2 separate regions of the Mus musculus genome follow, and region 1 is linked to region 2. A link is a contact called in public Hi-C data. All regions are on one chromosome and are shown on one strand. Each heading gives the region's core, a stretch centred on a gene start, on an enhancer-like site or on the middle of the called end of the contact. The rest is flanking DNA. Distances are from core to core; before and after follow the strand shown.

What was found. A called contact is a pair of places that touch in the nucleus more often than the background predicts.
Region 1: a contact with region 2 is called in a Hi-C map of Sertoli cells, with 1.8 times the contacts expected there. The contact joins two enhancer-like sites. A contact is called at or near these places in 4 of 484 Hi-C or Micro-C datasets (Sertoli cells, cerebral cortex and cortical neurons), 6 of 115 datasets of contacts at active chromatin or transcription factors (T-cell acute lymphoblastic leukemia, astrocytes, embryonic stem cells and 2 more) and 1 of 9 other capture datasets (embryonic stem cells).

Annotation. Positions count from the first base shown.
Region 1 is chr13:44,083,377-44,087,464 of GRCm38.p6, forward strand. No RefSeq gene overlaps it. Among named protein-coding and RNA genes, the nearest start is that of Gm33630, 15 kb to the right of the region's middle. Within about 2 kb of position 2,490, at least 37 of the 459 cell types and tissues checked have an H3K27ac peak or open chromatin away from gene starts, as enhancers often do. A contact at or near this core is called in Sertoli cells, where this site is marked.
Region 2 is chr13:43,901,725-43,905,973 of GRCm38.p6, forward strand. No RefSeq gene overlaps it. Among named protein-coding and RNA genes, the nearest start is that of Gm23117, 31 kb to the left of the region's middle. Within about 2 kb of position 1,872, at least 6 of the 459 cell types and tissues checked have an H3K27ac peak or open chromatin away from gene starts, as enhancers often do. A contact at or near this core is called in Sertoli cells, where this site is marked.

The sequences.
Region 1 (4,088 bases), core at 1,240-3,739, 180 kb after region 2:
ATTCCCTTCCAGAGGCTCAGGACCTCCTCAAGCTCACCTCGGCAGACTTATGGGCATCTGTAACACATGGGACATGGGAAGTCTAGCACCTCTTCTCAGGGGACTGCTGGCTCCTGTGAATATAACTAGAGCCCCGAAGGCTTCTCCTGTTGAGAAGGTACAAAGATTGTCCCATGGCTACTACCTGGATCAGGAGAATCACCTGCCACTATACTGAGGCTTCTTTCGTTCTGAAAAATGAATATTAGATAATTTTCTCTGTATGTGAAAAACACCAGTGTCCTATGCAAGCCTAAAATGCACCTGTAGATCACCAAACATGGCCTTTTAACACCAACAAAACGTATGGTAAGCCGTATACATACATACATACATACATACATACATACATACATGTGTATGTACATAGGGGACATGATAAAAGAATGGTTAAATACATAAACCAGAAACACAGTCATTCACTATCATGATCATTCACACATTGAATGTGATAGAATGGGCAGTGTAATAGATTTGTTTGCAACAGTACCATCACAAGCAAGCAATACAAGGTGTTATGACATCATATCATGACATGAAATAATGTGAAATCGATATGGATTCTAATAAACTATTATCCTAAGGGATCCGCACTAGATATTCAGTTGCTTACCTACATAGTATGAGTTGAGTACTGTACATTATTTTATAGTTGAGACACTCAAGGCAGGGCGATGGTAATGAACTCAGCTACAATGACAGACAGATTATGGATTTGAAACTAGAAGTCTAATCCCTGAGACCAGCTCTTAACGACCATACTGATTTTCATGATTCATTGATGATTCCAATGGAAGAGGCAAGGTGCTAAAGTGGGCACAGCAATCGAGGGACTTATGAGGTAGATTACTGGATGGAAGGACTGTTCTTGAAAGTGTGAATGAACAGTGTTTAAAGTGACAGAAAATATAAACAGAAATCAAAGAACTTTAGAGAAGAGTGTAGAAGAGTCAATATTCAGATTATTAGATGCTGGAAAGAGAGAGGTGGAGAAAAGGGAGATTTTGTTGAAGAGAAATGAGAGAAAAGAATGGCCTTAACCACCCTGTGACCTGACAGACAAGGGTGGGTTTCAGCACCTGCCACATCAACCTCTCCCACCCCTGATACTGGAGGAATTTGCTAAGAAAACCACCATCCCTGCTGGCCTCACCTTAGGACATTTCTCTGTTCAAATAGACATGTGCCAACAGCAGGTGCATGTGTGCATGTGTGGTGTGTGTGGGTGCATGTGGATATGTATGTATGTATGTGTATGTGTGTGTGCAAGGAGCAATGGATCATAGAATAATAAAGGAATACAAAGGAATAAGGAAAGGGAGGCAAAAAGAAGAGTACCAGAGAGTCAAACTGGCCTCCTTGCCAGGACATCATAGCTAAATGGGCAGGGGGTAGGGGTGTCATTGTAGAACTCAAGAGGAATGTGTGCTTCTAGATCTAGATGAGGCTAGAGAACGAAAACCCAGTTGCCACCTGATCCTGTAAGGCACCTTTTATGGGAACACAATCATGCCCACAATCATGCCCACCTACTCACCAGCTGCCCTGGCTGCTTTTGCCCCATGGCACAGGCAAGTAACTGCACCGGAGGATCACAGGTTATGTACTGCTTGGCACTTTCCAGAGTATATTACCTGACTGTCAACCTAGGTGGATGCTTCTCAGTCAACATATGTGAGGACATTTTAACCCATATCTTTCACCCCATCACACTCAAACAAGACTTTTCATCTGTCCTCTATCTCATGTCTGTCCATCACTGGTTTCTAGTCAGAATTCATCTTCCACGAATGTGACTCCGCTGAGTTGCTCAGCTTCTGAGTTTGTATGTGAATGATCAGCAAGGCCATCTCACGTCTCTGCGTCCTCAGAGGTGCCATCTCTTATAAAAAGAAATAGAACTTGACCTTTATGGTAGCCTGACAGAGTGATGAAACCAGGATCCACAAACTATGGACTCATACCCCTGCCTCACATGGCATTCATAAGATCCTGAACTTGCAGAAAGCAAACAGAGACCATAGAATGAAGGAGAAAACATAAATCACCTCTATAGCTGGGACTGGGTTAAAGCAAAGCTGTCTTCAAGACAACTGGTCAACCACTGCGCAGTTGAGTCCTTTGCTTCATCCTTGTGTTCCCTTCTTCAACAGTGCACCCTGAGACAAAAGGAGGTGACTCCCCTCCTGCAGAGGATGATGGCTTGGCTGGAGTGTTTGCTTTGCTGGCATGCTTTTGCTCCTTTCCAGCTAGCTGAGCTCACGAATCACTCGTGCTCATTTGCAAAGCCCATATGTGAGACAAAGGCCAGACAGTTTGACTCAGGGTAGAAGGAGGGAGTAAAGAGAGGGAGGTGTGGAGGTCAGGGATGCCTGACCAGACTGAGACATCATCACATTAGGTCACTGTTTATAGAGAGAGTTAGAATTAAACAAAGGACTGTCTTCTAGGCTTTTTGACCTTGGACGTGGCTCTGTGTTTCATTCCTGGAATGCCATGCAATAAACATCACAGAGCACATGATGTCACATTCCCGGAGAAGCCAGGGAGTATTGCTAGCCTTGAGTTCTAGGCTCTGCCACATGATGATGTGAATAGGCAGTATTCTTCCCTCTAGCTTTTTCTTGTTAGCATATCTTCTGGTTTTGTCTCTTTAATGTATTCCCACACTTGTATCCGGGAGGCATTCTTATCTCTTGAGAATTACCCCACAGTGGGGTTCTCTGTTTCCATTTGGCCAACAGCATAAAACTCAAAGCTCTCTACACTACAATGACTTACCGTTCATCCTCCCTCCAGCAACCCCTTAGCTCACATTCCCACAGAGACAGCATCATTATGATAAAAAAGCAAATGCCCTTGTCACCTCTCTGCAGACAAGAGAGCAGGGTGTGGCGAAGCATCCTCAAGGTGGTTCAGGGACTTGCCAAAGGTCACAGAGCAAGGAGACTGCTAAGAGAACATAAAGCTTGCAATCCCATGAGTTTCCCATTACACCACAGCTGCCCTGCTGATCTCTCCCATCTGCCACGGAATTTTCAAGAAGAGCGGAGGCCCTTCATGACGCATCTCCCCATACTCCCCACATTTAAGTGACTGTTACAATGGAGGCTCTAGGGAGGCATGGGCTGCTTCTGTTCCTCAAGCCCAGGTGTGTGACCTCAGTGCTCACCCTACAATTGACACTCAGCAAATTCACACTGGAAGCTTGTCTATCTGTTAATCAGCTCTCTGTTTGACTTATTCTCCCAGTTAGCCTTGAAGTTGTTTGAAGGAACCAGTAGTGATCTTTTTCCCTTAATACAGGGCCAAGCTAATACCCTCAGCCATTGCCTCCAAGAAATTGAAATGGAAATAAAATACAGAGTTGGAGATGCACCCACCCGATCCACTGAGCATCATTCTCTCCATGGCTTTGGCCTCCCTACTGTCAAAATAGATCCTTTCATGCTTCAGCATGGTTGACTCCATTGTTGACATTCCAGCTCCCTCAGCAGTCCCATCTGGCAGTCAGATTCTATATCTGTGTTTTTAAATAAGCCAGAAAACACTCATCTCGCCTGCTCCAAATTAGTTTTTTCTTCCATGCCTTTTCTGTCTCCTGGCCTGGTGCCAGTCTCCCCTTCCTTTAGAATTAGGAGACAGTGCTGTGAGTCATATGTCCTCACCTTGTTAGCTCGTCTCTTCTGGGGACTGATTCTCTTGGGGTAGCTCCTACACACGCCACACTTTCTTCTTCATCATCTCCAGGTTGTTAGTGTCATGGCCGGGAAGGGGGATGGGGGGGGGGGAACAGGCTACCTTGTCACATGAGTCCTCTGTTAAGGTGATAGAAGGAAACAGTTTCTTGGCCACGTGTTCAGGATGTGACTAAGGGAAGCCAGAATGGATTGCGTCAATCTTGCAAAGGTGTGTTCTGAAATTTTTAAACTAGTAAAGAAAGCTGGCCTTGCTTCTTGCCCACCTCCCTAGGTCTCCCCCCCCCCCCCCCCCACCAAGTTTGAGTTTTACATAAATACTTGTGATTAAGCCATCTCTGAGCTCTGTAT
Region 2 (4,249 bases), core at 622-3,121:
AATTTCATTAGCTGATAGGGAAATGAGGGGCTGGTCACCAGAAATACAATGAAAAACCAAGATGTAGACGATGATGTGGAGAAGCAAGGACCCTGGCCTTCTAAAAATCATCGCAGAGAACTCTTTGACAGAATTTAAACATTTCGGTTGCATGTGCCCCTTGTCAATGACTTAGCATCCCACTACCAGAGAAGAAAAAGGAGTGTGTGACCATAAAGAGACTTAGAAAAGCATCCTGCCTTCACGAGTAATCGCCAAAAATCAGAGCACTCACATACTCATCAACAGGGTGAACAAGTTGGGTTAACACTCACCCACAAAAAGAATGGTATTCGTGATATCTGCAACAAAGGAGAAGAAGCTCAAAAATATGCTAGGCCCAGAAGTGAGAAACATGCAGAGATTCTACAGCTCTAACTGTGATAGGCCCAAAAGTGAGACACATGTACGGACTCTACAGCTCTAACTTTGAAAGACCTGTGCTAGGCATACTGATCTCCAGTGCTAGAATGGTGGGTATCTGTGGGGTAAGAATTGAGTAGAAAGGAGGAAAAAGGAAAATTCTGGAATAATGGTAGTAGGTTGGTAAATTAAGTGTGGTGGTTATACAGGTGACATTTGGGCCAAACATATTGACTTGTATACTTACAGTATGTAGCTCACACTCTATAAAACCTGTACCTAGGAATGATAGCTATAGATCCCAACCAATTGCTTTCTCATCCTTGTTTAAGTCCTTTATACACTGGATCATTATTGCCAGGGACAGTAGTCATTTGGCTTGAAGAAACCCTTAAGAACTGTTGTGGGCTACACATAAATGGGTGTGTCTCCCTGTGTGGATGAGTGGCTTGTCTAAAGCAGAGTCTTTCATTCTGGAAGTGCCTGTGACTCACAGGAGGAGACCATGAGCTGATAGTCACATTCTCATCAGAGCAGAAGGCAGAGCTAGACAAGGGCTGGGATTTAGGCGGGTGTGGGTTTGAGTCCTGCCTCAGCATTACCCATCTACTAGACATTGAACAAACTGCACAGCTTCCTATCACCTCACCTGTAGGTGAGAACTACACAATACTCATAGATTCTACAGGGGATCAGAAGAGGACATGCATGCAGACTTTGACATTAAAGATAAACTGAGGATCTCTATCGTATTCTACATGGTTTGGGAATTTGACTCAGACGTCCGATAGAAAGTTCCCCAAACATTTCCCCTAAATACCTTTGTCCCACTAATTGGACAAGGAAGTATGGGATACAGAAGGAGGACTTGGTCCCTGGGTTTACATCTTTTACACTGCCCACAAGATGACTGTTTCCTCCCACCCCAACATCATCTCCTGGTCCCACCTGTCTCCTCAGATCTCTGAGAAGCTCTCAGTGGCCAGTTTCAAATGATCAAGATGGAATCACTCTACTTACATCCTCAGGATCTGGGTTAGCTCAAGATAGCTTAAGACCTCAAGTGGAAATGCATGGAGAGTGAGAACTCAGGCCAGGGCAGACACACCCGTCTAGTTCACTTGGGTATTAGGTGTGGGGTCTGTGCCAATCTGATACTCAAAGTGCAGAGTCAATATGGGAAATTCTTATAAAGGAGATAAGTCCCAGAAGAGCCCAGGTTGTATCGTGTGCTATAACACTGTGTTCTCCTCTGACCCCTGTTCCTAAGACAAACTGGGGACAATATCTAAGTGCCACCTTTCACAGCTAAGGAATCACTGTGACACTGAAAAAAAACAAAAACAAAGAAACAATAAAACACCTACCATTCCAGGCTTCTGTCAGATCTGGGAACAGAACTCAGGTTGCCAAGGACACATGACTCCCACACATGGCCATGGCCAGCATCCAGCTGCCTCTGTCTTCTCTTTTGTTGGCATCAGTTCAGGTCAGGCCTTGTACAGCCCTACTAAAAGGCAGTTTCCTACCATTCTGGCACCCAGTGCCACCTTCTTTGAATGAAGCCAGCTACTTTTTGGTGTAGGGCATTCTCTGCCCTGGGGATGCTTGCTTTTCCTGAAGTCTAGCAGACATAAGCTCAGGCCTCTGAAGCATTAATAACCATTCTTGGTCATTTCCCCAAGTATTTAATGTGGCAACTTATCTGAAAAGTTTAGTCAAGGACTTGATACTGAGTCTTTAAGACAGATCCATCAGCTATTGTTCTTAGTGTATTTTCTGATTATAATAAATTTTGTGTTGGTCTCCGGATTGCTGCTTCTAGGCGACTATCTTGAGTCTTACATTAGATTGTCATTTCTGTGAAAAGGAAGACAGCATATATATTCTACTGATATGTTGCCCATTGCATTGAGGGTAGGCCTGGGGTTTGGGGACACTATCAATAACAGCTTAGGAAGGGATTAGAGGTGACTTACAGGGGACTTGGCTTGCTTTTCCATAAACCTATATTTATGTCATGCGCAGATGATCTGAGCCAGCCCTGTGTTGTGATGCTCTTTCCCAGAATGTCACACTGGGGACATGTTTTCTGCATGCAGATGGATGTTTGTATGTGTGGCAGCTTCACGTTACACTTTTATTTCCATTCCAAAGCATTTGTTTCTTTTCAGTAGTTCCAGAATCAACAAAGGCTGTTAGGGTATTTGTCACTCTCTCCCTTTCTCAAAGAGGACAAAGGATGGAGGCATTATTTTGGAGATTAAAAGGATTCTGCTTGCCCTCCTCACAAGCTCAGCTCCAGGGTAATTGTTACTGTGGGGGAGATGGTCATCGCTCCTGAAAGGGACACAGGATCAGGTGATATGTTGATGGAGGCCAGCTGGATCTTTGCAAGGAGTGTCCTCTGGTGATCCCAGCTGTTTTTGTTGAGGAAACAGGAGTGTCCTCCTGGCTGAGAACATCAGAAGGTGACAAGAGTCATGCAGGGTTATGGAATGATGTCAGCAGGTGTCCCAGAGACAGTTTCTCTTTCTCTCTCTCTCTCTCTCTCTCTCTCTCTCTCTCTCTCTCTCTCTCTCTCTCTGCTGGTCTGCTGGAAGCTTTCCTGGATCCAGTTGCTCAAAGCCTGGGTGAAGGACCCCTTTTAGCTGAGGCTGTAGCAATGCCACTGGTCAACCTCTTAACCCCTAAGACCAGCTAGCAACTCCTTGTGGAGAGGTGCTAATAACCACTTCTGCATGCATGCATACATACATACATTGTGTAACTGCACTCAATAATGTCTGCACATGTAGGTCACGGGCCAATATCTGGCATCTTTCTCTATTACTCTCTAATTTTTGAGACAGGGTCTCTCACTGAACCCGGAGTTCACTGATTGGCTAGACTAGCTAGCCAGAGAGCCCCCAGGAGCCTTGTCCCTGGGCCTTCCTCTACCCGAGCCCTGGGGTTGTGGAAGTACACCACAATGCCCAGCTTTTTACATGGCTGCTCACATCTGAAATCAGGTCTTCGGGCTTCTTGTGCCACCTCTGAGCCATCTCTCCAGCTTCAGGAACCACTTTACAGCTTTCTGTAGGATAGGCAGGACAAGATCTTTTTGGTGTTAACTAAGTTTGCTTCTTTTCTATGGCCTCTAGTATGTCAGAGACCTGTGGGAGATGCAAGAGCCCAGGACCAAGAATTCCAGCATGCAAACAGAGCCCCTGAGAATCCCCTGAACCCATTTCTATTGTCCCCTCATTGCTACAGTTTCAAAGATGAGACAGCTCGCTAGGACTCTCCAGAATTTTACCTGCGACTTTCCCCCTGAGCTTCTTATAATAGCTGCAAAGCCAAATTAAAATGCAAAGGGTGCAAAAAAATATATATATATAGTTTTGAAATGTTCTCTTTGTTTATTTTGGTAACATTCACTCCAGGGGTTAAAAAAATAAAAATCAATTCCTTGCTAAATCAAGATACTCCTCTTTCTTCCAGGTTTCATTTTTTACCTCAGGAGGTATGAAGTTTTAAAATGTGTTCCTAGGGCAGGGTTATGTTCCTCTGGATACTGTCATATTATCCCCAGACCTCTGCTGAGAGGTTCTTCTTAGCCTACTGCCTGTCTCCTCACTCCTTTGGTCCACAAATATGTTTCCTAGGTTTCCAAAAGGATGCAAGGCTAGAGGATAGAGATGGAGAAAGGGCTTCTTGGAGGCTGTTTCTTTGCAACAGGCAGGGTAGAATCAGAGGAGTCCCTGGCAGGCCCAGGGACCCTCCCCAGAGCCCATCCCTCACACGCACACCCTGGTTTGTACCATTTCTTTTCCTTTCGGGCTTCCTGGTGAAACTCAAGACTCCT